Regions from separate parts of the Mus musculus genome. Here regions 1, 2, 3, 4, 6 and 7 are each linked to region 5. Evidence: chromatin contacts called from public HiChIP or PLAC-seq, Micro-C and promoter capture Hi-C data. All regions are on one chromosome and are shown on one strand. The core of a region is the stretch at or near the end of the contact, and the rest is flanking DNA. Distances in the headings are between cores, read along the strand shown. Region 1 has its middle 66 kb from the start of Gm38759. Region 2 has its middle 20 kb from the start of Gm38759. Region 3 holds the start of Nog (noggin). Region 4 overlaps Tom1l1 (target of myb1-like 1 (chicken)). Region 5 holds the start of Pctp (phosphatidylcholine transfer protein). Region 6 overlaps Stxbp4 (syntaxin binding protein 4). Region 7 overlaps Stxbp4 (syntaxin binding protein 4).

Region 1 (2,700 bases), core at 1-2,500, 820 kb before region 5:
TGCCTCAGTCTCTCTTCTCCCCAAGTGAGCAGGTTCTGACTTTAAAAGAACCCCCCCCCCCCCGCACCTTCCTGGCTGCCCACTGATTGCCCTGGGTCTGTGACAATGATAGTGGCCAGCTGCCAAGGGCCCAGGCTCCAGCCCAGGCAATTCCTTTGCTCCCACCTGCTACTTGAGTCTGCACTCTGGCTCTGTGCCCAGTGATTCTCTAGCACGGAGACATGAGATGCGGGTTTCAGAGTCAGGCAGAGCCCGTCTATGCCAGCATCTCAGAGGTTAGCCCTACAACCTGAGGCAAGCCAGAGAACCTTCCTAGGGTCTGTGTCTGTGAGAAGGAAGGGAACATGACGTACACTTCCCAGAGCTGTTGAGCGATAGGACTCTGATCACAGAGTGACTTATAAGAGAGCACTCACTAAATGGCAAGTGCTTCTCTTTGTGGTGAGAGATTTGGGTTCCGTGTCTGGGGTGACTTTATATCAGTGTGTGTCCTGTACGTGTGTGTGTGTGTGTGTGTGTGTGTGTGTGTGTGTGTGTGTATGTATGTGTGTGTGTGCACATAGGAGCATGCAGGTGTCTGTGCCTATGTGTGCACATGCAGAGGCCAGAGCAGGATTTTGGGTATGTTCCTTTTACTGCCTTGAGATAGACTCTCTCACTGAACCTGAAGCTCACTCTCTCTCAGCTGGACACTCTCAGTGTGGGAAATCTATCTGCCTCTGCATCCTCTAGTGCACCGGTTCCAGGCACATAGAACTATGCCCGGCGTTTTAACTGCGTGCTGGGATTTCAAACTCAGGTCGTCATGTTTGTGGAGCAAGATTTCTTATACACTGAATCATCTCTCCAGGCCCTCTATGCCTTTTCAAAGCTGCAACCTCCTCTCCACATCTTCTTGGGGCAGAAATACATTCCCTGCTGGTAGATGAGACGACTGGAGATAGAAGAAGACATGAGGAACCACCAACCATACCAGCCAGGAAGCAGCAAAGGCTGGCTTCGAACCCAGTGCACCCCGGGTTTTGAATCCCAGTTCCGGAAAGCCACTGGGGCGGCCTCTTTGATCTCCCAAAGCTGCTGTCCAACAGTGTGCCAAGGGGAGGGCGGAGAAGCTGCTCTCCAGGCCAGCCCCTCCTCACCCGCCGCCCAGGGCCGGCTGGCGGCCAGCGGGAGGCATTCCAGAGGCTGCCTGCCTGTGCTCACGCCTGAGGAATGTCTTGCGAAGTCGCGCCTAAGCCCTCTGTGTCTGACTCATCATCTCTCCGTCTCCAGGAGTGTCAGAGAAGAGCTCCCTTAATCCCTCCTGTCCTCGGTCCCAGGCTTTCATTTGTCAAACTAAAAATATTCCCTCCAGGAACCTCCTTTAGCCAGGGGCTGAAGGAGGTACAAGGGGGATGACATTTTCAGCGTCACTTCCTGACAGCGCCTCCCTATTGTTCCCTGGGCCAGGGGCAGCCAGCGGCAGCGAGGGGCCTCTGTCATTTTTGGGCCATAGCCAGCAGTCCAACTTTTTCTTCTGTAAGCACCTTCCTTTTTCCATGCGGGGAGGGAAGCTGAGATGGCCCGTCAGCCTGACAGGCAGCCTTGCCCCTGGTCCCTTGGGGCTGCCTCGTGATTCATGCCAGGTGAGGACTCTAGAAATGCCAAGTTCATTTCCTTTGCCGCCCGAGGGGAGGGTGGGCTGGCACGGTTCGTACTTGTCTGCGAGGCTGGTTTAACTACTGATGAAGAGGTGGGGAGTTTGAAGGTAAAGGAGAAAATGAGGAAATCCAGTGTGCTGGTGTCTTAGTTGAGACAGATAGTCATGGGCTCCCTGCGTGGGAAGGTAGCGACGGAGGGTAGCTGATGAGGCTTGCCTCTCTTTCCTTTCCTCACCTTGTTACTCCTGGCACAGCCACACTCCTCACGCTCCACACATTAACCTGGTCAGAAATCTTGGCTCAAAGGGATAAAGCGACCTCCTTGGGACACTGTGGGTTCTCCTTGGCTGGTACTTGCTCACTGGTCAAATGGTGCAGCAGCTCAGATTTGCAGGTCCTGATTCCATCAACAGAAGCCGTGTGAGCCCCAGTGAGGTTCCTCACCTCTGAGCCTCATCACAGCCTTCTTCACCTGTGGACAGCGCCTGTTCCCCCAGGCTTTCATGAAGACGTAAACTGAATTATATGCTGCTCACCACTTAATGAGGACCGAGTCTAAACTGTTCCAATCACTATCCTCCCGTAAGACTCAACAACAGAACCTGCTACACCCTTGCAATCAGGAGCCCTGGCTATAAGTTCATTAGCCTTTACTACTATGTGGCTTGAGGCAAATCCCCTAACATGGGCGGGTCACATGCGCTTATTTGTGACAAGCAGGGTTTGGACCTGCTTTCCTCTTCTTGGACCTAAAAATTCCTCAATTGTGGGCATGCTCAGTATTAGATGCCAATGGAAAGTTTCTTCCTTGTGTGTTATTTAATTTTTTTTCCCTAAACAAAGAGAGGACGCTTATTTGACTCACTGTTTTGGAGATATTATTAAGTCAAAGGGTTACATCTGGTGACAGCTGTCTTGCTGGCAGAATTCCAAGGTGGCTCTCAATCTCACATAGTAAGGAGCATATGGGGTCTCCTTCATCTAAGGGACTGCTTGCTATGGGCTGAATTGTGCAATCTCCCCCACCCCCCCATCCCAAATTTGCAGATCGAAGCCCTGA
Region 2 (2,700 bases), core at 152-2,651, 900 kb before region 5:
CCTCTGGAGGTCACCGGTAACAGGGGGTGGGGTGGGGTACCCACCTGGCGTTTCCGTGGGTTCTACCTTATCAAAACTCAATGTTTGGACGGCCAGTGCTTTAATCACTTCAGCACTCTTTCTGGTTTTCACATGGGTGCTAAGAGATTGGAACTCAGATCCTCATACCTGAGCAGGAAGTGCTCTTATTCACTGAACCATCTCCCCAGCCCCGGGTTATATGGGGGTGGGGTGGGGTGAGGGTGGGGGGGGACGACACACATTTATCTTTTCTTTTCTTTTCTTTTCTTTTCTTTTCTTTTCTTTTCTTTTCTTTTCTTTTCTTTTCTTTTCTTTTCTTTTCTTTTCTTTTCTTTTCTTTTCTTTTCTTTTCTTTTCTTTTCTTTTCTTTTCTTTTCTTTTCTTTTCTTTTCTTTTCTTGGTCTTTTTGAGACAGGGTTGCTCTGTATAGCCCTGGCTGTCCTGGCACTCACTTTGTAGACCAGGCTGGCCTCGAACTCAGAAATCCACCTGCCTCTGCCTCCCAAGTGCTGGGATTAAAGGCATGCGCCACCACGCCCGACTCACACTTACCTTTCTTATGAACTCCCCCAGAATTTAGAAACCTGCTGAGCCTAGGAGCCACTCCTAAGGTACCTAGGAAATTGTTCTCTGGAATGGTCTAAAGGAGGGAAAATTGCTTCTATTGTTCAGAAGGAAAAAGGGAAAAGGAGTGTGTGAGTGCACGTGTGCATAAGTATGCTGGGTCAGGTGGTGGAGACACAGCACGGGCCACACCCACTCAAGGCGCACTCGGGGATTGCCTGTGACAAGGGCTAGTTTACTGAGCAAGGGTGGGCCCAGGACTGTAAGGGCTCGGCTGGCCACTAGGGGTCAGTGTGTCTCCGCTGCAGGCGCCAGCGGGCGGCTCACCTGATTGTTGCAGACTCCTGCTGACAGTTCCCCCTCTTGCTTTGTATTTGGACAAAACAAAACAAACAAACAAAACAAAAAATCACCACCACTGCAGCAGCAGCAGCAGCAGCAGCAGCAACAACAACAACAACAGAAAAAATTTCTCTGTTGCAAGGAAGAGAGTCTAAATAGCCTAAATAACACACTTTCTCTTTGAAGGAAAATGCAGAAGGTGGTTAAACTGGCTGTCTTTAGCGTGCCTGGGCGGAGGGAGCATAGCTCCAATTGTGGTTTCTGGCCTGGTTATCTTGGTGCCTCTGAGGATGACACGGGGGAAGGGGGTGTCTGTTGAATTCTTCCTTTTCTATTTTCTGCCTCAGCGAGGAGGAGGGTGTTAATACCGCTTGGCAGTTACATGAAACCGAGGCGGATGGTGACGGGGTGTGTTAACAAACAAGGGCAGGAAATAGTGTCATATTTTCTGGAGAGCGAACCGCTCCCAGGAGACAGACTACAGGATTCCACCCGAGGAGACTCTTGGAAGGGGCGGCGGGGCGGATAAGAAGTCCTGCCTCGAGCGAGCTTCCCTCGCCTTTCACTTTCTGGTATCTCCGTACAGTGACACATTCGGTTTTATCCCCAGTCTGGCTAACTAGACAAATCACTGGGCATAAAAAGAAAACTATCCACTTTGATCTGGTTTCGTTTTGGCAATTAGTTATCCCTTTGTCAAGAATGGCCTCTGGAAATAAGACTTCAGGGCCGGAGCTTGGAACATACGCAGAATCTGGGCTGTGTTGATTTTTATCCTCGAGTCCAACCGCTGGCTGGCCAGGTGGGACAGGGATAAGCCGTCTCCTTGCCTCGGCTTCTTTGTCATCCTCCATCACATCTTTTCTAGTTCTTTAAGAATTCCACCTGCCTGCCATTGGGTTAATGATGAACTTTCTCTGAACTTGAATCACATACAGTGAGCACCCGAAGACTGGCTAGGCTGCCCCATTCTCTTTTTTTTAAAGATTTACTTATTTTTATTTATATGACTACACTGTAGCTGTCTTCAGACACACACCAGAAGAATGCATTGGGCCCCATTACAAATGGCTGTGAGCCACCATGTGGTTGCTTGGGAATTGAACTCAGGACCTCTGGAAGAGCAGTCAGTGCCCTTTAACCACTGAGCCATCTCTCCAGCCCTGCCACATTCTTCTTTGTATCTCAGGTACGATGCCTGATACATTTTCATCGGCAGTAGGGAATAACAACAACCACAACAATAATGATAATAGAAATATAGATGAAAAGATTAAAGAACAATAGCCTTAATTCCTCTACTGCAACTATTGGCCAATGCATACCGAGTGAATTCCACATCAACTGGACTCTCTCTGCTTTCTCTTATTTCACACGGATACCAGGAGATCCGGCCAAGGATTCCATCTTCCCATCATGATCACTTTATAGACTGGCGGGTGGAGCCTGGGTGTGTGTTGGGGTAACTAGTAGACCTCCAGTTCTAGAATCTGGCAAGCACCAGGCAGGGCTGCAGACCTGGCCTCTCATCATGTGGCAGGTCTCTCCCTTCTGGGACAGCTCTGCTGCACCTGCATTCTATACACTGCATGGAACACATGCTCACGTGTGTGGCTGGAAATCCTATGAACCTTTCCGTGCTCTCCCTACCAAGACTAAGCTTCTAAGGCTAGGGTGATGGCTGCAGCTCTCTGGAGAGAAAGGATGAGTCAGAGCTGGGATTCAGGCCTGACCTGAAAAGATGGCCACAGGGGCTGGGTCTTCAGAGACACT
Region 3 (2,862 bases), core at 187-2,686, 700 kb before region 5:
ACACACATATACATTCCTACACAGTTAAACAGTGCATTACAGGAACCAGAAAGCCAGGTCTCTGTAGCCAAGAAGAAAAAAAGTTCATTGAAAACCCTCGCTAGAGGGTGGTGAAACTGGTTGGAGGTGGTGGGGGTAGGGGGGGCGTTGGTGGGGATCCATCAAGTGTCTGGGCGCGGGCAGGGGGCCCCCCCGAGTTCTAGCAGGAACACTTACACTCGGAAATGATGGGGTACTGGATGGGAATCCAGCCGCAGCGCTGACCCCCGCGCCGCTGACAGCGCCACCGCAGCACCGTGAGGTGCACAGACTTGGATGGCTTACACACCATGCCCTCGGGCACAGAGCAGGAGCGCTTGCTGAAGCAGCTGCCCACCTTCACGTAGCGTGGCCAAAAGCGGCTGCCTAGGTCATTCCACGCGTACAGCACCGGGCAGAAGGTCTGTGACCACAGCCACATCTGTAACTTCCTCCTCAGCTTCTTGCTCAGGCGCTGTTTCTTGCCTTGGGCCAAGCCCTCGGAGAACTCCAGCCCTTTGATCTCGCTCGGCATGGCCCCCGACGGCCGCTGCCGCAGCAGCTGGTCCAGCTCCGCCAGGTCCTCGGCACCTCCAGCCGGTCCCCCGCCCCCTCCGGGTCGGTCCTCAGGGGGCGAAGTAGCCATAAAGCCCGGGTCGTAGTGGCCCCCGAGCAGCGAGCGCAGCAGCGTCTCGTTCAGATCCTTCTCCTTAGGGTCAAAGATAGGGTCTGGATGTTCGATGAGGTCCACCAGGGGCAGGTTGTCGCTGGGTGCTGGGCGGATGTGTAGATAGTGCTGGCCGCCGGCTGGTGCTGCCCGCAGCCCCAGGACCACCACCAGGGCGTAGAGGGTGACCCCCAGGCTGGGGCAGCGCTCCATGCCTCCCGCGCGCGCCCCGGGGCTGCCTCTTCGTCCCGCGTCCCCGGAGGAGAGCACGCCGAGTCCGCGGCGCTGCCGTGCTCCCCGGTCCCTCCGGAGGTGGCTCACCCGAGGCTGAGCAGGCGCAGGGCAGGCAGCATGAGCCGCGAGGAGAGCCGTTCGCGCAGCGCCGGCTCCCGCCGCGGCGCAGAAGACGCGCACGAGTTGGTCGCAATTCCCCCCCGCCGCTCTACTTGGGAAGGCGGCCGCGGTCGGGCATCCGAGATTACTCCAGCGCGACCGTGGGGCGCTGGGGGCGCCGGCTCCTCGCTGTTCTCCCGGGCTGCCGGCGGCGCAGGGCGCGTGGACGAGCCTTTTCCCTCCTCCTCCTCCGGTCGCTCGGCGTCTTGTTTCTCTGTGCGGAGCCTCCGGTAGAGCGGGTCCTGGGCCACTTCTCTCTGCCTGCTCCGGGCAGCGCAGCCGGCTCTGCCCGGCGGACTCCAGCGGCGGTGGCGGCGGTGGCGGCGGCGGCGTCCGCGCACGTTGGCACCGGTTTGTCTGTCTCGCAGGGTCCAAGCCTTTAAATTTCCTGCACTTTCAGCTCCATCACCATGGAAACCACTGACTCTCTCTCCGCGTTGCCCCCTCCCCCTTCTTCCCCCCAAACAACAACCCCACCCCCAACTCCTCCACCCGCGAGGAGCCGGAGACGCACGGGCTCGGGGGGAAAGCGACTGCACTGGTCGCCGCGGCGGCGGCGGCGGCGGCGGCTCCGGCAGCGCCCAGGACTGTGCCCCGCCGGACCCAGATGCCCCGGGAAGCCGACAGTCAGGCTGCCCGCCGGAGCTCACAGGCGGCGGCGGCGCGGCAGCGGCGGTGGCGGCGGCGGCGGTGGCGCTTGGCAGGTCTCCGCGCAATTTTCTCTCCCCCCCCCAACCCCCGCCCCGGTTCTCCTCCTCCTACAAAATGCACCGCCCCCCTCCTTTCTCCTGGAGCAATGCAATGGGGCTCTAGGCGCCCCGCCAGGGCCAGTCCCGGGGAAAGCTCGTGGCGGCGCTGGAGCCAGGCTGGAGGGTGCAGGGCTGGAGTTGAGGGGTGTGGGGTTGTCGAGGTGGGGCTGGGGGACTCTCACTAGCTGAGTGATTTGTACCGGGAGGGGAGCAGCAGGGAGATGCCGGGGGCCCGGTTTCCAGTGCAGTTCCTAGCAAGAAATTTCTCCATGTGCATGGAGCATTTTCCCGGGTGCGTGTCTTTTTTACACTCTCTCTCTCTCTCTCTCTCTCTCTCTCTCTCTCTCTCTCTCTCTCTCTCTCTCTCTCTCTCTCGGGCTTGGGGTAAGTCCCCTCCCCCCAACACACACACACACACACACACACACACACACACACACACACACACACACACACACACACACCAAGAGCCGCAGCGTTGCGCAGCGTGATGTAATTTCTAGGTAGCACCCCTTCTCTGCCCCTCAGATCCACGAAGCGGGGAGTCGGGGGTCTTCTCACCCTCCTCCTTCGCCTAGTCCTACCGGGTGAGTGGCGGGGAGATAGAGGTACATCCTCCTAGCCTGTGGCTCTCCTAATCTTCGCTGCTTGGTACAACTAGCTCTCACCTCCCTGGGGGCGGCGCGCCCTCTGCTGGCCCTTTGTGATCCCTGCATTTAGTTCTGGCTGGTGTGTGTGTGTGTGTGTGTGTGTGCGCATCTGTGCCATATTTACACACTGACAGGCACTTTATGCTTTTGAATGCTTTCTCATAGATCTCCAGACTTAGTGTAAACAAAGATCCTGAGATTTTCCTCCAAGGTACTTCGATTTCACAAGTACACAGGTTTGCATCATCTGGCTGGGGCAAACAGCCTCAGTGGGCAGAGAGTGGTGACTAGAAAAGGAAATGTATACTAGAAATAAGGTACCCTAGTTCTGGATGCTGTCCACTCTGGCACATCTATGTAGACCTTGGGTAAGTCGCTTGGGTGG
Region 4 (2,773 bases), core at 205-2,704, 660 kb after region 5:
CACAAGTTCGGAGAAGAGCCTAAAACCAGAATATGATATTCCTGAACATGTTAAGACCACTCAGGGAGCAACTACCCTCTTAATGACACACATACTTTAGATACCATTCCCTCTGTGCATTGCTTCCTAACGCTCAAGGGTAAGACGGCGGCCCTTTCTAACTCTGAAAGCTTTTTCTTCTCCCTCTTTCCCATTCCAAACATCTGCCAGAATCCTAAGCCTGCTTGCCCTGATTACTCCCCGCCCCCTGTCGAACCCCCTCTCGCCCCACCTCCCAAGCAGCTGCTCAGAATTCCATGGGCTGAGCTTGCTTACTTTCCCCACTTTCTTGGCTCCATCACCCTCCTTGCAGCTGCTGCCAGCCCATTAGTCTGTGCTGTTGTGTTCTCAAACTTCTGGGTTACCTTTGAATTTCTTTCATCTACAAGACTAAAAACTTTCAAAGGGGACCCCAGGTTTCTCAATTACATTGCAATGACTTCAAAAGCAGAGGCCTTAGGTGCTACCTTCGGGTTCTTTCCAAACAAGCCACAGAACTATTCAGGCCCGTAGCAAAGGGCCATAGGCTAGCCATCTACAGCCAGTCCTTGGCTTCCAAACTAGAAGTGAATTGGTCCAGAGAGACATTTGCTCGGGAGAGCAGGTTATTTATCCAATTCTACCTACAGCGTGTTGCTCTCCTGCGCACGAATTGGCCCCTTTCTAACTATGCTACCTCATCGCTAAAGAGAAGGAGACAGACTCCAAGACACACTATAAAAGTCTCTTCTGCTCTATTTCTTACAAATGGTGACAACAATGAGAACGGCCAAAGGACAAGTGCTTTTCCTTCCCTTTCTTTTCTTTGCCCCTTTTTCTTTACTTTCAGGGTCCCCCACTCCCACCCCGCCAACTGGGTTTCAGATTATCTTCTGAGGATCAAATTTTAGTTTCTCAAGATCTTATACTCCTCCAGTAAGCTAACTCAAAGCTTTCTCTATTTACACTTTCAAAATCAGAGTTCCCTTTCTTCTTCTCCTCTGTCCTAGAGAGGCTGGGCAAAGCAAGAAAAGAAAGCCCACTAGGTATGGCATATACCTGTGGCTCAACTCAAAAAGCTGAGGCTGGAAGGCTGTGGGTGCAAGGCCAGACAGGTCAGCAGTACAAGATCTTGTCTTAAAAATGGTAAAAGGAAGAAAAGAAGAAGCGGGTAGGGGGGCAGGCAGAAAGAGGAAATACCTAGAAGAAAACTAGCTGCTCAGGGTCAGAGCAAAGTGCCCAAAGCCAAGTGTGCAATGCCAAGGAAGTAAATCCAGGAAAGATACATTGCCATTCTATATTCCTGTGCCCATATCAGACTCTTAAATCAGTCTGACTGCAGCCTCTCAGCCCTCCCCCTCTATACAGGCCAAAGGAATCCGGTCTCCACCCTGTGAGGTTCTAAGTCCACTGTCACACAGCTGTAAGGAAAAGAGAGGCTGCAACCTCCCTGAGTCTCCCAAAGTACAGGAGCCCTGTGAGTCAGCTATGGGCCTCACATAGGCTGGAGGAACAGGGGAAGACTTCCACGGAAATACATTTCAGACAGGACACAGAGAACAAGTTGCATACAAATGGAGTCTCTGGTAAAGTGTGAATGGAAGGACAGGAAACAAGAGGCCTTTGTGTTAGCAAAAAGTCCCTGGTTAGGTGGATGTGCGGAAAAGTCCCAACCAGTTTTGAGTGGAGACTTCTCCTATTTGCTAATAACTACTTCCCACCCGTTCTTCTTCCAGATTCAATGGCTGCAGCATAAGGACCTCACTGGCCACTGGTTTCTGACAGGGTTCAACTAGTAGGGCTTGCTGGTACGTTATAGGAGGGAGGGGTAGGACCATGTTCTGGATATCATTCACTGTGTGCACTTCTACCCTCTGCAATGACAACCTAGGCTCATGTTGAGCCTCCAGAGTCTCCTACGGTTCTATGAGAAGGTGGCCAATCAGAAAGTGGCATTTATCTCTCAACACCCAGGGTTGACCTGCTATTGGTCCCCAGAGTTCAGATAGGCAGAAGAAAATTACAAACAGTAAAAACGAAGAATCTAAAGAATCACTCTTTTCATCTCAAGTCAACCTTTGTTGGTCACGGTAATAAGTATTTATCTTTAAACAGAGGTTCCTATCATTTCTCTCCACAGAGGAATACTCAAGGTTCATTGTCTTAGCCATACTAGTTGATTAGAATAAAAAAAGTTAAATAGGATTAAAAAAATATATGGCAAAAGGAATTAGGAACAGCTTTGTTCACACCAGGTCTTTATGTATTACTTACAAAAAGCACAAGAAGAAAATTAAAGTTAAATATTGTATAGTCTTTGTAATCAAGCTTATCTGCGTCAGAGGTGAACATGGGCTGGACTCTAATGTTGACTCATTACACAAGTGTCCTGGACTCTGGCATCAGCACAGCAACCAGCAAATGACCATCATACTTGAAAACCACTCCACATCTGCACCCGCACGCCAAGACCAGAAGACATTGTTCTTAACGGAATAACATATAAAACTCGGTTCACATACTTAAGTGGAACGTTTCCACATACATTTTTATTAAAGGATTGTTTGCTATGGCTGGGTAAGAAAAATGGGAGGAAAGTCATAAAACACTTCATTTTAGGCTTAGAGCAGGTTTGGGAAGATCATGTTAAACTAGAAATACTGATGCAGTAAATTTGAAAAAAATTGTTACCTGCCACATGCCCTTTCGTTTTGATATTTGCGGTTAAATTTTAATTTAACATACTTGTTAGCGA
Region 5 (2,730 bases), core at 163-2,662:
GTAACCTCACAGACGAAGCTTGGGTGACCTCAGCTGTAGGGAGGCCACCTCTGCACGCCAGAAACGCCATCCACCTTCACACAGTTCCGTCTAATCCAACTTGTTCCACAAATGTCTCGCACTAGGTTATAAACCCTCCAACTGCATCTGTCCTGAACTTCTCTGCCTCTGTGACACAGTTACGCCATTCCTCCATGTCTGCTTCCTTCACCTGTGAAAGCCAAGGCTCCCATAATAGATCAGTATTTGGAATCCTTTGCTATACCAGTCTGATCTTGTGCCAAGGAACTTCTGTTGCCTACAGCAAAGCAACTGATGCCAAACCTCCAGTTTCTCCCACCTGACTAGCTACTTGGTTCCAATGGCTTCTTAAGATGCCTCAAGATGCTTAACAACCAACTACACTCCTCCTCCGGCCTCCATTGCTCTTTCTGCATGAAGTTTCACAACCGAATTATTAAATAGACCTTAAAATTAGATCACACCCACACAGAAGACAGTCACTAAATTGATGGAATTGCTACTGTTACCTCTTGGCCAGCTCTGAACATCCAGTCCATGAGTCTTGTCTCTTTCCTACCTGCCTCAGGACATGGCCCTTCTGTACCCCATACAGAACTGGCACCCATCTGGCAAAAGGAAACATGTTCTCTGCAGACACTGGCATGGTGTAGGAATGAATAGACCAATGTTTCAATTTTCCTAGCAAACAAACGGACTGAAGTTGGGCTAAACTTCCAAACTACTCATTTTCTGTTTTCTATCAGCTGATTGCTGCCAAATGCCTCTCTCTTGTGAATGTAGATAAACACACACTCCTATATGTCCACGGGCACGCCACTCCAGCTCGATCTCGGAAACCCTGTATTGGACCCGTTATACCCACTCCCAGTGAAAGTCCAGATCCTAGACCGGGTGGGTTTCTTTGGCACCTCGCCCCATCTTCAACCACGAGCCGTTAAATACAATTCCCTACTCCCAGGCCGTTTGATTTTTTTTGCAAACGCTGCAGAGTAAAACATAAATTACAACTCAGAAGTCTAGCAACAGGAATGACCTGAGGCTGAGCTCGGACAACCTGCCAGCCGCATAAGATCTACACAGGGTAAAGTAGCTCCAAGGAGCCTAGTCACCCCTGCAGAGCAGTGGAGTACCCTTGGCGAGTCCTAACCAGGGGGCCCAGGCCCCTGACCTCCTCCAGCGGGCAGGTCAGTTGCTACCTGGTCCAGCAGCCGGTAGATGGTTATGCCTGAGGCCTCTACCAGGAGCTGCCAATCGGCCCCGGTCAGCGCCGGTTTCTGGAGTTCAGCACAAGCCTCCCGGAACTGCTCGTCCGAGAAGCAGCATGCGGCCCCCGCCATCCTTCCGCAGCCAGGATACAGCGCCCGGAGCGCAGGTCACTCACTGGCCCTTAGAGAGATCGGGGGCGGGGTCACAAGGTGACCCCAACCTGATTGGCAGGGAAGAGAGAAGGCGGGACTTGGTCGAGGAGGCGGGACGTGGGAGGGCGGGGGTGGGGAGCGGAGGTTAAGAGGGCGGTTCCAGATCTGAAGACAGGCGGGGCTAAGCAAAGGTTAAGAAGAATGCCGAGTTAAAAAATACTAGAAAAAAAGCTGTCGCTTATCTGGAGAAAGAAGGAAGGGCTGAAGAAGTAGGGAAACTTCTGGAAGTAGGGCCAGCACATCCTATACTCACCTCCACACCCTTCAAACCTGCGTGAGATTCCTACCCCCTACCTCTCTGAAGGTGGAAAGGTCTCTGGAAGACATTTGGGGAGAGGGACCGAACACAAATGCTTGAAAGTCTCAGAGGTCAGATGCTAGTTTTATATATATATATAATTTTTTAAAAATGCTCTTCTTTCTGGTATACATTTTGAAACCGTGTTTTGTGAATCAATCCCTTAGAATCAGCAGAAGGGCAAGGAAGTCACAATTAAGAAATCAGATCACAATGGACAAGATTTTTGTGGGTACAAATGATATGAAAGATAAGGTACCTGGATTTCTGCAGCTTGCATAATTTAGGTCTTGCAACTCAAAGATCTTTTTGTTCATTTGAGTCTTACTCAGCCGAAATCTGCAACCCTGGCTTTGAGTAAAGTAGGGAGTTCAAAGATAAGTGCAAACACCACTCAATTGCCAAGACCGCCTGGAAAGCCAAATTGCCTAATCTGTAAAATGGGTCAAAGACTGTGCTGCCTTAAATAGTCGAGGGCCGTAGAATATCCCAGTGCCTACCAAAGTGGTATTTAATGATCATTCCCTCTTGTTTTTCAGGAATAAACTGAAACACAATTTTTTCAATACTAGAAGGGGAAAAAAAGTGGTTAAAAAAAAAAACTATTGAAAGCCAGTTTACAAAAGCCCCACGGTCACATTTGCCAAAAAACAGACAGATCACTGTTTTATTTGCCTCAGCATGGATTTTCTTGTACAGGACAGAAGGAAAGTAAGTTATTCCAAAACACGGGAAAGATTGCTTCAAGACAAATTTCCTTGCAGTTTTAGTGGTAGCCTGTAAGCTTTCTCACAGGTGTAAACTATTACTGAAACAAGCAATCCACTCACACTCATCCAACAAGGAAACCAATGTGGAGGATTGTCAAAGATTGCCAAAGGACCAGTCATGATTGTGTGCTTTCATGGGATCGGAACTTTGTCACCACAGAAATATTGATGGATTAAGAGAGGCCCAAGGGAATGAACAGGACCATAGAAGAAACAAGAG
Region 6 (2,746 bases), core at 44-2,543, 610 kb after region 5:
AAGCTTTTCAGAGGACGGTCCCCAAACCAGCTAATGTTTCCAGGATTTTATACATGGCCACTCAACAATGCTAGCATCTACCCTATTTCTCTACAAGAATAACCGTCACACCCCCACCGCCAGGCTCAAATGCTATCTTTGCTGAACAAATATACGTTATTTCCCTGTATTAGAGCACTGACTTTCTACTGTCCCCTTACTCACACCCAATTCTACCCTCTTCGAAACCAGACATCTTGATACTAATACAGCTAACTCTCAGACTATTCGCTCACTCCTATGGTTGGCTAGATCAGGGCATCATGGTTGTTTCCCCTGCACACTGCAAAAAATATAACAGCTCACTAATAAATGAATGCGGTCCAGGACAGAGCTCTGGGAAATCATCACGCTATACCATAATGGAAACAATAATGACATCAAAGAAGAGCGTGACATTGCAACGTGAACTGTCTTGGCTACTGCTCCCTCAGTGTGCACCAATGGGACTGGGCTCTGTCTACCAGAAGCTTTGCCCTCCCATGCATCCAAATGCTTTAACCCTAGTTCAGCAATGTGTTTAGCATATGCTCCAAGGAGCTACAATCGGAAAGTGAAATATGGCCCTCCCCAGTTTGTGACCATTACTAACGTGGGCACTTATGTCAGTGGCACCTTTGTCTTTACTTACAAGCTTGACATAAATTGTTCAATCGATCAAACGTAAAATGACAAATAGCTGTATGAGATTATGTCTTTATGTGGCGAGGAAGAATGCTGCCGAGGATACTATGGCAGTGGCTCAGAGGGCCATTGCAATTTCAGAGGCAGGAGAGGAAATATACTCTTCCAGGCAAACAGGCAGAGTACATAGCTACATGTGCATGTTCTATAGAGAGCTTTTCTATGTATTTTGAACATGTCTTAAGGATCAACTATATGCAATACACAAAGTTCCTTCAAATCAACACAGAAGCGTTCTTCTTTATGTTACTAGCAATGAGAGAAAAACAATCATTCAAACAATTTAAAATGTTATCAATGCTCTGATACACAGGGCTAAGGAGATGAACCTTGGTCTGGAAGGAAGCTGGTGGCAGTGGATAGTGGAGAGAACTGTGACAGAATGACTGTGGCAAAGCCATTCATTAATAGTATCTGAGTGACTCCCACTAAGGGAATGACGATGATGAAGAAATCGGATGGAGTCTTTGCCATCAAGAGGTACAATGAGCAATGGTTAGACTGAGCTAAAGCGATCAGGGACACAGATGCACCATTAGACACCGAGTCAGCTGATAGGAAGCACTGGAACAAGAACTAGCCACACATACAGGAAAAACAAAACCTGGCCTTATCTGCACTTGCACCGGAGGACAGGAAACAAGTCCTTTGCCAACTGCTTTATAAACTGATATCTGGAACAGTAGAATGAGAAGGAGGCACTGGTCCTGAAACAATATACCTAGACCGAGATAAGGAAGGAATGGCTCTTTCAGAAAGAGGGAAGACAAGCTTGTAAGGGTAGAGCTAGAGAAAAGAAGAGCTGAAGGCAGAAGCAGTCTACACAGGGGCGTACAGGTTACTAATAATACTAAGGTAGCTTTGTGGGAGAGGAAATAGGCAAGGTGCATTAAGAGTAGATAAAGCTACTGAGAGTTGCAACAAAAGCCAATGACAACCTAAAGACAGAGCCTAGAGAGATGGCTCAGCCAAAAAAAAAAACCCCACCTTTCTGCAAGCAGGAGAACCCTAGTACAGACCCCCATCACACACATAATAAAGTGTATGCAATTCCAGTGCTGGGAAGGCAGAGATAGGCAATGGGCTCTAGCCAGACTAGCTTAATTAGCCAGATCTAAGAGCAGTAAGAGACTTTGTCTCAAAAATTAAGGTAGAGAGTGACAAATAAAGATGGTTGACATTAACCTTGGCCTCCATCATTTTCGTGTACACATACATGTAATTGTACCAGCAAATATACACACATGTGCTTATATCAGACAGACAGACAGACAGACAGACACACACACACACACACACACACACACAAGCTTGTGCATGCGCGCGCTGCCTGACTGATTAATGGGTTTAAGAGACAGAGAGTAAAAAGGTCAGCAGTATATACTAAGATAACTGGTACATCTTAATGATATGGGAGGAAGGACATGACTCTGAACAGCCATTGAAAAGAGGCCGTTGTTTGGGAAGAAAGGAGAGGAAGGTGCGAGGTTAAGCATCACAGATTGTGCCTCAGAAGTGCTGCACCTAGGACCCCTCTAGGAGAACTAAGTGGAGATTTGTACCAGGAAGTTAGAGCTGATCAAGGGAGTGCTGAGGTTAGCAAGAGGCTTAAGGCGGCCTCGGAGGGCTCTAGACTGCCAGAGACCAGCTCATGCGGGAGAAAGGGCTTTCAGATCCTCGCCTCTCCTTACTCAGGACCTGTGGGGCTGTTCTCAGTGTATAGCTACAAGAGCTAACAAGAATTCTGCTACAGAACACCTGTCGTCCTCTTCGGGCATCCATAGGTACTACACACATTTAGTCAAGACATAGAAAATCAAGTACAAACACACACACACACACACACACACACACACACACAGACAGAGAGAGAGAGAGAGGAGTTTTAATAAATTATAGTCAAGTTAAAGGACACATAAAATTCTGAAAATAACTAACAATTGATCCATCTGCCAGCCTGGGCAACTTATCTATCTCTCTCTCTCTCTCTCTCTCTCTCTCTCTCTCTCTCTCTATCTATCTA
Region 7 (2,700 bases), core at 137-2,636, 560 kb after region 5:
TATATATTCTCATCTTATACCATATGCTGACACAATACTTTCAGTATTAAATAGAGACAGGGTGGGGGCCTGGGTAAATACACATCTGAAATATGGCCAGAAATAAACAGTTGCACTGATTTTAAAAGAAAAAAAGTAAAAGTAAATCGACAACACAAAACTTTTAGTGTTTATTAAATGGGAGAAGGGGCTTTTGTACAAGTTAAATATCTCATGTTAGGGTTCCGAGAAACGGAGTCAATGTCTCCTACAGAAATAGAACTTGGGTACTTTCTCTAGCTCCTCCATTGGGGGCCCTGTGATCCATCCAATAGCTGACTGAGCATCCACTTCTGTATTTGCCACGCACTGGCAAAGCCTCACAGGAGACAGCTATATCAGGGTCCCTTCAGCAAAATCTTGCTGGCATATGCAATAGTGTCTGGGTTTTGTGGCTGATTATGGGATGGATCCCTGGGTGGGGTAGTCTCTGGATGGTCCATCCTTTTGACTTAGCTCCAAACCAAGGAGCTGAAGGGGTCTGCAACCTTATAGGTGGAACAACAATATGAACTAACCAGTACCCCCAGAGCTCATGTCTCTAGCTGCATATGTAGCAGAAGATGGTCTAGTCGGCCATCATTGGGAAGAGAGGCCCCTTAGGTCTTGCAAACTTTATATGCCCCAGGGAACACCAGGGCCAAGAAGTGGGAGTGGGTGGGTAGGGGAGTAGGGCATGGGGAGGGTATAGGGAACTTTCGGGATAACATTTGAAATGTAAATAAAGAAAATATCTAAAGAAAGAGATCTTGTATACTAATGTGAGGAAATGGGATGAAGTGTATGATAGAGGAAATTTAAAAAGCAAGAGAGGAGATGCAAGTTAGCCAAGCACCGTGTGCAGAAGCCAGTAGTGTCATTCTGCCAGACCAGCAAGTGTGTGTGTGTGTGAAACTAGGCTTGAGAAGGAGCAACAGCACAGAGAGGCAAGGGTCCCTTAGGAGCATCCATGACCATTCCCTGTGACTAGGCCATCCCACTTTTTAATGGTTCTATCAGCCGTTTAAATCTTTACCCTGAACACTGGGCTTCCAACCCAGGGACCTCTGGGGGGATAGATATACTGTAACAGTGCTGTAGCCATGGCAACACTTGGGTTTGCTAAAGCTTGCTTAAAATGCTGCATGCACTTTAGGTGAATCACTGAGTACACATGCCATTAATACCCAAGAGCTGTGAAGCAGATCTCTAGTTATTCAGGAACTCAGGCAGAGGCAATCTCTTCATATATAATGCAAAAAGACAATAAACCAATGCAGATTTCTAAACAATACTTATGTGGGGTCAGACATGACCAGGCGAGTTTTGTTTTTAACTTGTCAGCGTTTTGTGAATAAATCATTACTACGATGTCACGAGTCCCATACGACTGTAGAACTACTGAGACTATTTTTTACACAGCAAACTGCCAAGATAAGACGTTAATAGAATCAGCCGCCTTATCACTACTTCCTCCTTGAAACAACTTCCTCCTTGGATCAAATGTTCTTGTTTGTCAGTCCAACTATTATATATTGCTCCAACACTTAAAAAAAAATGTTTAGCATCTACACAGACGTCTAAAGTGTAACCTAAATGGTGCTCCCTCCATGCATTGTATGGAACCCCATCTTCACGAGTTTCTCATAGGGAAACCTCCTATAGGAAATGGTATAAAGAAACTAATTGCGGGTCTCTATGAAGAATACCATCACTTTGCTCCCAAATTCCCCAACACTGAAAATGGTGTCTAATTAAGCCAACACAATTAAAATAACTTTATAATACAGAAAAGACAGAAAAATGTCTGTCTTGGAATCCTTCTAACACCAAGATCTTTTCTATATGAAATGAGCATAACTACTTGGGAATAGGACTCTGAAATAGACAATTATATTAGTTTTCCCTGCTATGAAATATTTGAGTGGGGTGACTTGTAAAGAAGGGGTTAGTTAGTTGTTGGCGTTTTATGTTCAAAGGTTGGGAAAGTGAGATGGGCCACCTGTGAGAAGGTGAATTGGCATGGAGAGACAAAGGTCCCATAAGAACATCCAGGGCATGACCCACGATCTAAGGATCTTTCTACTTTTTAATGGTTCTATCGTGTGCTTATATTGTTACCCTGAATACCAGGCTTGCAACACAGTAGACTCTGTGGAGATACAGCAATCATACCATAGCTATAGAAACACTGAAGTTTGCTGCATGCACTGCCAGTGAATCACTAAGTACAAATGATGTCTATGCAAACACGAATGACGACTGGAACGCTGGGAAACCAGGTTTCCTGCTCCTTTTTCAAGTAAGCTTTCCTTACCTTAGGCAGTTTCTAGTGCAGAGTCTAATGGTAGTGAAAAGAGAAGTAATTTTCTCATTACACGCACACACACAAAAGAAAATTAATGCTGAAAAATAAACCTAGCTATATTTATTCCATAAGCTTCTTTAATCCCACTGCTGTCCAACATTATAAGTGCTTTATAATGGTTTTCAGATTACTTTTGTTTGTCTTGAAACGCTTGTGTCCATAAAATCTCAGCCAATGGTTACACCGTGCATGCTAATAGAATATCACAACCAGGAAGGCAACACTGGAACAATCCACCAACCTTCTTTAGAGAAAACTAGTTTTATAATGCTCTCAGAAACAAAACAAAAAGAACAATCTGTGGATCTATACAA

What was found. Promoter capture Hi-C pulls out the DNA fragments that hold promoters and counts their contacts. A called contact is a pair of places that touch in the nucleus more often than the background predicts. HiChIP or PLAC-seq counts read pairs in DNA pulled down with a chosen protein or histone mark.
Region 1: a contact with region 5 is called in a promoter capture Hi-C map of stem cell-derived epiblast-like cells, with 5 times the contacts expected there. The contact joins the enhancer-like site here to the promoter of Pctp in region 5. A contact is called at or near these places in 5 of 39 promoter capture datasets (cranial neural crest, embryonic stem cells, frontonasal cranial neural crest and 2 more), 1 of 484 Hi-C or Micro-C datasets (embryonic stem cells) and 6 of 115 datasets of contacts at active chromatin or transcription factors (astrocytes, embryonic basal ganglia, embryonic limb bud and 2 more).
Region 2: a promoter capture Hi-C map of hippocampal neurons shows a contact between it and region 5, with 5 times the contacts expected there. The contact joins the enhancer-like site here to the promoter of Pctp in region 5. A contact is called at or near these places in 7 of 39 promoter capture datasets (cranial neural crest, embryonic stem cells, frontonasal cranial neural crest and 4 more), 2 of 484 Hi-C or Micro-C datasets (the G1E-ER4 cell line and cortical neurons) and 3 of 115 datasets of contacts at active chromatin or transcription factors (embryonic limb bud, embryonic stem cells and large pre-B cells).
Region 3: a Micro-C map of embryonic stem cells shows a contact between it and region 5, with 2.8 times the contacts expected there. The contact joins the promoter of Nog here to the promoter of Pctp in region 5. A contact is called at or near these places in 1 of 39 promoter capture datasets (hippocampal neurons), 1 of 484 Hi-C or Micro-C datasets (embryonic stem cells), 3 of 115 datasets of contacts at active chromatin or transcription factors (astrocytes, craniofacial prominence and embryonic forebrain) and 1 of 9 other capture datasets (embryonic stem cells).
Region 4: a contact with region 5 is called in a promoter capture Hi-C map of liver, with 4 times the contacts expected there. The contact joins the enhancer-like site here to the promoter of Pctp in region 5. A contact is called at or near these places in 8 of 39 promoter capture datasets (the 3T3-L1 cell line, the C10 cell line, the HPC-7 cell line and 4 more), 2 of 115 datasets of contacts at active chromatin or transcription factors (extraembryonic endoderm stem cells and stem cell-derived neural progenitor cells) and 1 of 9 other capture datasets (macrophages).
Region 6: a promoter capture Hi-C map of the HPC-7 cell line shows a contact between it and region 5, with 7 times the contacts expected there. The contact joins the enhancer-like site here to the promoter of Pctp in region 5. A contact is called at or near these places in 18 of 39 promoter capture datasets (the 3T3-L1 cell line, 3T3-L1-derived adipocytes, the C10 cell line and 14 more), 1 of 15 datasets of contacts at CTCF or cohesin (the NIH/3T3 cell line), 38 of 484 Hi-C or Micro-C datasets (the AML12 cell line, the AtT-20 cell line, B cells and 29 more), 3 of 115 datasets of contacts at active chromatin or transcription factors (bone marrow-derived macrophages, embryonic forebrain and large pre-B cells) and 2 of 9 other capture datasets (adipose tissue and embryonic stem cells).
Region 7: a contact with region 5 is called in an H3K4me3 HiChIP or PLAC-seq map of bone marrow-derived macrophages, with 4 times the contacts expected there. The contact joins the enhancer-like site here to the promoter of Pctp in region 5. A contact is called at or near these places in 6 of 39 promoter capture datasets (the C10 cell line, embryonic stem cells, frontonasal cranial neural crest and 3 more) and 1 of 115 datasets of contacts at active chromatin or transcription factors (bone marrow-derived macrophages).

The regions. Positions count from the first base shown.
Region 1 is chr11:89,185,876-89,188,575 of GRCm38.p6, forward strand. No RefSeq gene overlaps it. Among named protein-coding and RNA genes, the nearest start is that of Gm38759, 66 kb to the left of the region's middle. Within about 2 kb of position 1,251, at least 119 of the 459 cell types and tissues checked have an H3K27ac peak or open chromatin away from gene starts, as enhancers often do. A contact at or near this core is called in astrocytes, extraembryonic endoderm stem cells and stem cell-derived epiblast-like cells, where this site is marked.
Region 2 is chr11:89,099,815-89,102,514 of GRCm38.p6, forward strand. No RefSeq gene overlaps it. Among named protein-coding and RNA genes, the nearest start is that of Gm38759, 20 kb to the right of the region's middle. Within about 2 kb of position 1,402, at least 142 of the 459 cell types and tissues checked have an H3K27ac peak or open chromatin away from gene starts, as enhancers often do. A contact at or near this core is called in the G1E-ER4 cell line, cortical neurons, hippocampal neurons and 1 more, where this site is marked.
Region 3 is chr11:89,301,123-89,303,984 of GRCm38.p6, forward strand. It overlaps Nog (noggin), which reads right to left and starts at 1,437. Exons shown (of 1, transcript NM_008711.2): 1 at 1-1,437. The coding sequence starts at 898. The coding sequence ends at 200.
Region 4 is chr11:90,665,132-90,667,904 of GRCm38.p6, forward strand. The region is part of intron 7 of Tom1l1 (target of myb1-like 1 (chicken)); the gene reads right to left. Among named protein-coding and RNA genes, the nearest start is that of Tom1l1, 21 kb to the right of the region's middle. Within about 2 kb of position 1,455, at least 43 of the 459 cell types and tissues checked have an H3K27ac peak or open chromatin away from gene starts, as enhancers often do. A contact at or near this core is called in the HPC-7 cell line, extraembryonic endoderm stem cells and liver, where this site is marked.
Region 5 is chr11:90,001,482-90,004,211 of GRCm38.p6, forward strand. It overlaps Pctp (phosphatidylcholine transfer protein), which reads right to left and starts at 1,413. Exons shown (of 6, transcript NM_008796.3): 1 at 1,221-1,413. The coding sequence starts at 1,361.
Region 6 is chr11:90,613,593-90,616,338 of GRCm38.p6, forward strand. The region is part of intron 4 of Stxbp4 (syntaxin binding protein 4); the gene reads right to left. Among named protein-coding and RNA genes, the nearest start is that of Stxbp4, 23 kb to the right of the region's middle. Within about 2 kb of position 1,294, at least 7 of the 459 cell types and tissues checked have an H3K27ac peak or open chromatin away from gene starts, as enhancers often do. A contact at or near this core is called in the G1E-ER4 cell line, the HPC-7 cell line and rod photoreceptor, where this site is marked.
Region 7 is chr11:90,557,410-90,560,109 of GRCm38.p6, forward strand. The region is part of intron 12 of Stxbp4 (syntaxin binding protein 4); the gene reads right to left. Among named protein-coding and RNA genes, the nearest start is that of Stxbp4, 79 kb to the right of the region's middle. Within about 2 kb of position 1,387, at least 40 of the 459 cell types and tissues checked have an H3K27ac peak or open chromatin away from gene starts, as enhancers often do. A contact at or near this core is called in bone marrow-derived macrophages, where this site is marked.